Linked DNA regions of Oryctolagus cuniculus: region 1 is linked to region 2. A link is a contact called in public Micro-C data. All regions are on one chromosome and are shown on one strand. Each heading gives the region's core, a stretch centred on a gene start, on an enhancer-like site or on the middle of the called end of the contact. The rest is flanking DNA. Distances are from core to core; before and after follow the strand shown.

Region 1 (2,700 bases), core at 45-2,544, 300 kb before region 2:
TCTCTCTCACGTCTTTAAAGGGACACCTTTTGGAAAGCATCAGTAGCCGAGCGAGCAGCTTATTCAGCCCGTCCACAGAGGCGGCGTCCGAATGCCCGTCGGGTGGACGAGAAGGTGGCCCCTCCAGCGAACGCAGACACTCGGTCTTTCGCAAAACGATCTGCCTAATGTTCTCCAGGGCCGTCTCTCGGACAGCGGGATCTCGGCTGCACAGTCCGTCCCACCTCACTTCATTCTCCCCTTCAGCCATGGCAATCGGGCTTCTGCCTGGACGGTCTTCAGTCCCCCTTCGGCATGCCCCCCAAAGCGCCCCGCAGCCCTTACATGGGGCACGTGCGGCTAAAACCGGGGCGAAACGCAGCCGTCATAACACGACGTCTGCGAGACGCTGGGAACCAGAACCGATCTGCAAGACCGAGCACCCTTTTCACCCTTCTCCTTCACCCACGGGGCGCTCTTCGGGTCGGAGATGGAAAAAACAAAAAAGTTGGGAAGTCGCAGTCCGCCCAGCGCCAGCCTCGCGGCACGGGGAGTCTCGGGGAAGTGCTCTCGGCCTCGCGGGGTCAGCGGATATCCTCACGTCGTCGAGCTGTCAAATCCGCGCTCTGCCCAAAAACGCTGCTGGCAGCGGAACGCGCTCCAGCCATTCGGTTTTTTTTTTTTTTTTTTTTTTTTGTCTGTGCGGCCGCACGGCTCGCCCCGGCGTTCCCACCCCGCCCCTCCTCCGGCGCCTGGTCCCGCCCTCCGCGCGCGCCGCCCAGCGCCTCAGCCGCTCGCTGGACGCCGGCGGCGAAGGTTCGCCGGACCCCGGGCCCGGTGGCCGGCCCGGCCCGAGACTCGGGCGCTCCCGGCAGGGGGGCTCCCGCAGCCCCCGTGCAGAAGGGCAAGGAGAGCGGCCCGGGCCGCGGCCGATTCCGGACGCCCGGGAAGACGCCGCTTCTCCGGCCCCTGTGCCCTCGCCTACCGCCCGCCCAGCCAGAGGGCACGGGGCGGCCTCGGCAGTCCTCGGAGCTGCGGGAGCGGCTGGGCCCCGACCGAGGCGCAAAGCCCGCCCCTTCGTCCAGCCCCATCTGTGGGGTTCGGCCCAGAAGGCGGGAGCAGGGAGGGGAGATGGGGTCCTCACCCCCCAGCCCCTCCCCTTTCTCCGCCCGGCACTAACCGGGAGCCGCCTGCCCCTGCCCCAGCGCCTTCTTCCCCGCCCAGGCAGCGGCGACCCGCCGTGGCAAAGCCATTGGAAAAAGCCCCGCCCTCCGCCAGGCTACCTCTCCAGACCCCAAGTCCGCTGCGCGCGGCCGCCAAACCGCTGCCGGGTGCTACGCATGCGTGACCGCGGGCAGGGCGCATGCGCCTTCCCAACCACTTGGCGCGCGCCGAGGGGCGTTTTCCGTTCCTGAGCGTTTGGAGTCTGTCCTGGAGAAGAGGGAGGAAAAGTAAGGAGCAGGAATGTGCTGAGACTTGCTCACACACGAGTTATACACAAGCAGGGGAGGAGGACACGGACGCGCCCTTGGAAGAATTTAAAAATTTAAGATTAGCCTAAAAATAGCGCCGGCGAGCTCCAGGTTTAAGGAGGCAGGGCACTTTCGCATTGACTTCTGGGAAATGTGGTTCTGATGATGCCGGCGCTGTCTGTGTGCGACAGAAACTACAACCCCCAGAGGCCACTGCGACCTGAATGTGGCAGCCTGTGAACCAACTGGTTAGCCGAGGCAGCGGCTGCCCCAGGGCGTCGGTCTGGTAAGCACTGCGCGCTTTTTCGTCATGTTCCCCTCGATAGGGTTTTCTCCGTCCTCCATTTCCTCTGGAACCTGGGAAACCAAGCCGTCTAAGGTTGCGGTCCTTATCCGGGGACTTTTCCCAGTGACCTGCGAGAGAAGGACTGGTGCAGGTGCCCCGAGTCCGGGGGCGTGGTCAGGCGAGGCTTTGGGGGTCGCGATCCCGAGGGTCTGTGGGAGCGGCCTGATTAAGACCACGACGGAAAGATGCGTTGGAAAGGGGGCCCCGCGCTGCTGTCTGTTTTGCCGGTTCCTGTGGACACGCGCGGGATGGGTTAAAAATCCCTGTGCAATTGCACTGTTTTCTGCCTTTCTCCAGGGGTGTTCTGTGGGCTTATTTGTTTTGTTAAATAAGATCTGGGGTGGTGCCTTGGAGTAAAGCCGCCGCCTGCAGCACCGGCATCCCTTATGGGCGCCTGTTGGAGTCCCCCCGGCTGCCCCACTTCTGATCCAGCTCCCTGCTGAGGTGCCTGGGAAAGCCGCTGAAGGTGGCCCAGCGCTTGGGTCCCTGCACCCACGTGGGAGACCCGGAAGAAGCTCCTGGCTCCTGTCTGGTTGCGGCCATATGGGGAAGTGAACCACTGGATGGGAGATAACTCTCTCTCTCTCTCTCTCTCTCTCTCTCTCTCTGCCTCTCCTTCTCTGTAACTCTTTCAAATAAATCTTTAAAAATTTCAACAGCGCTTTAAAAGCAAGTAGTCAAATGTGCCTTATATAAGACTGAAAGGAAAAGTATCCTCAATATTCCTAAGTGTGAATTCTGGGAAGGCCATGAAGATGATGCATAACCCCACCAAGTTTAGTATCTTTAAAAGAGTCATTCTTTAAAAAAAAAAAAAAAAAGTCATTAAGCTTGAGAAAAGTTGAGGTTTGAAAGGCCATGAGTGGACCAATAATCTGAGTCGATTTTAATTCATCGTATTGC
Region 2 (2,700 bases), core at 8-2,507:
TTCAGTCCAGTGAGTTCCTCCTTACCCAGTAACAACCAGAGTAACCAATCGCACTACACTGCGGGCTTTGAACATCCAGTTTCTTCTCCTTAATACTTCCAATGCACTTTCCCTCCCTCTTCTGCCTTGTCGAAGCACACGCCAATTTCTGCCACGATCCGTGTACGGCTTCACCCGTCCTCCTCTCCCGCACAGCTGAACAAAAGGTGTGTTCCAGAAAACCTACAGGCCTGGCTTCCAAGCCAACTCCACAACCTACGAAACCCAACGCCCCCGAGGACTCCCTTCCCCGTCCGCCTTCCGGCGGTGCCCCGAGCCCCGAAAGCCGCACCTGCAGAGCGCACGCGGGCACGCGCTGGGCACCACTTCTCTGCACACCGCACGGTGTCCAGTGTTCACGATCTATGTGCTGGACCTCAGATACCGCCCGCAGAGACCCGCAAAACCAGGGCAATCACACCTCCAGCGACTCGCACACTCGGACCCCAGCCCGACACCCAAGCGAGCGCTCAGCGTTAAGTTTCTCTTTCCGTCTTGCGCCCACTTCCGGAGAAGCCTCCCTCGGGAGACGGCCCCGGGGACAGGAAAGTTCGGTCTCGCCGCCAACTCCGGAGGCGTCGCCTCGCCCCATCACCAACCCCACAGCTGCCACCGCGGAAGGAAGCCACGTCCCCTCGTCCGCGCCTAAGGTCAAGCTAGGGACTACCACGCGGTTTTTAAAGACCACCGCAGCGTGCGATGCTCTCGGGGGTCGGAAACAGCCCGATGGCGCCCGGAGCGCGCCCCGGCCGCCCCGCGAGCGGACTCGGGGCGGGCCGCCATGTTGTCGGAGTCGCCGCCACGGCCGGACCCGCGCGCACGGGCGAAGGCGTGCGGCCGGGAAGGGCGGGCGAGCGCGGGACTCCCAGGGCCGGCGCCCACCTAGTGCTGGAGGGGTGGTCGACGGGGAGGGCTTCAGCGACGTCGGCACTATCTTGGAGGGCGTTAAAGTCGGAGTTTCAGTCCCGTTCGGGGTCACGGTGGTGTTCGAGTCCACGGACAGGACGCAGAGCGCGGCCAGGCAGGTGGCGGCCCAAAGTAGCGGGCGGGAGAGGCCTGACATCGTGTCCTCGGCGCTGGTGTCCACGCGAAAGCTGCAGCGCACTACGCTGGCTCAGTCCCTCCGTCCCCTGCGGCGCCGCCTCCAAGACTTGGCTCCCCTGCGGGAGCGCGCTGAAGTCACGTGAGGGGCTGCGCCCACGGCGTGGGGGCGGGGCCAGGGGAGGCGGGGCTCGGGCTATACCAACGGGAGACCTAAGGGGGAAGAGCATGGACGTCCTGAAGCAGCCGAGGCAGGCTGTCCCTCAGGGAAACTGTAATAAAGCAAGAAATAGGTACAGAAGCTGGAAATTGTTTTTCTTGGCCTCCGATTATCACGCAGGATGTGACTAGGCTTTTCTCGTACCTCCTATAGGAAAGCTCCCCCCACCCTGGCTTGGATGGAACGACCCACGTGACGTGGCGTAAGGCCTCCACCTGAGCGCCAGGAGAGGCCGGGTGTCCGCGTCCCCACGTGACCTCAGGGCCGGTCCTCCCGGACCCGCGGCCCAACGGGCGGAAGTTGTTTCTGGGCGGCGCTCGCCGAAGTCAGGGAAGGAGTAAGTTCGCCCTGTGCTGGCGTGTCCCCAGATAGGGGCCGTGCCCCATCGGAAGGTGGGTTTTACTGAAAGTAGTCCTCATTGGGACTCCCCGGGGAGATGGGAGACACCGCCTGGTTAAGGAGTTTGTGCTCTGCCGCCCACGCAGTGCGAGCGGCTCAGATCTGCAGCCTCCCAGCCAGGGCCGCCCACTGTCCCGCCTCTGCTTTCCCGCTTCGCCGGCCTGACTTTTCCGAGTTGCCGTTTGCGTTGGCGGCAGCCGGGGCCGGTGTGTCCCTCTTGTACCGCTGGAGTCAGCATCCAGGGCGGTGCAGTTGGAAGGCCGTCGGGTCCGTCCCCACCCCCCACGTTCCCGGTGAGGAAATCGAGACTGAGAAAAGTGACCTCTACCCGCAGAGCTGGATTGTTGAATGCCTGTTACAGCGGTCCGACGCTGCTGTGCCTTTCGGTGAGGGTGAGCGCCATCTGACGTCCACTCTCGAAAAATAGCGGCGGTATTGGAGATGCTTATATCCGATGCTGAAAGTTAGACTTTGATAGCTGGATTTCATGCCATCTGTTTCAGCTGCTTTATATTTATCATGTAATTTTAATCGTGGGTGTGTTTCCTCAACACAGACTGCTTCCGTGGAGGTCTGTTTTGCCGTGTTTCAAACACCAGAAAGATGACAGCATACCCGAGTTAGCATTTGTTTGGCGTCAGGTTTAAAGTTTTTATCTCCACATAGGATCTGGATCAGTGGGGTCCTCCTGCACGCTCATGACTGAACGTTCTGTTGGCTGCACGGCTTGGAGGTTTGCTCGGATGTAAACAGGAAAGTGCTGGTTTCTGATCAGTTCTGTGAGCAGAAGCATGAGAAGGCAGTCAAGTATGTGAGATCCCTCCATCAGCCTTTCAACCAGACATCTGCTCTGCTCTCAGCACACCCCACGCACTGTATTTGGCCCATGACCGTCAGACACCCAGACTAAATGAAGGCACTAGTCAACCTTTTTTTTTTTTTTTTTTTTTTTTTTAAGATCATCATAGAGGTGGGCTTTAGCAGGGCAGTTAGGACAACTG

The links. Hi-C and Micro-C count contacts between places; a contact is called where the count stands out from the background.
Region 1: a contact with region 2 is called in a Micro-C map of ear pinna, with 7 times the contacts expected there. The contact joins the promoter of CEP57L1 here to the promoter of CD164 in region 2. A contact is called at or near these places in 2 of 6 Hi-C or Micro-C datasets (ear pinna and an unstated tissue).

What each region holds. Positions count from the first base shown.
Region 1 is chr5:62,309,723-62,312,422 of mOryCun1.1, reverse strand. It overlaps CEP57L1 (centrosomal protein 57 like 1), which reads left to right and starts at 1,294. Exons shown (of 11, transcript XM_070073727.1): 1 at 1,294-1,430. It overlaps SESN1 (sestrin 1), which reads right to left and starts at 757. Exons shown (of 10, transcript XM_008263340.4): 1 at 1-757. The coding sequence starts at 250.
Region 2 is chr5:62,011,966-62,014,665 of mOryCun1.1, reverse strand. It overlaps CD164 (CD164 molecule), which reads right to left and starts at 1,257. Exons shown (of 6, transcript XM_017345316.3): 1 at 922-1,257. The coding sequence starts at 1,102. LOC138849788 (a long non-coding RNA gene) reads left to right here and starts at 1,526. Exons shown (of 2, transcript XR_011388959.1): 1 at 1,526-1,692; 2 at 2,366-2,700.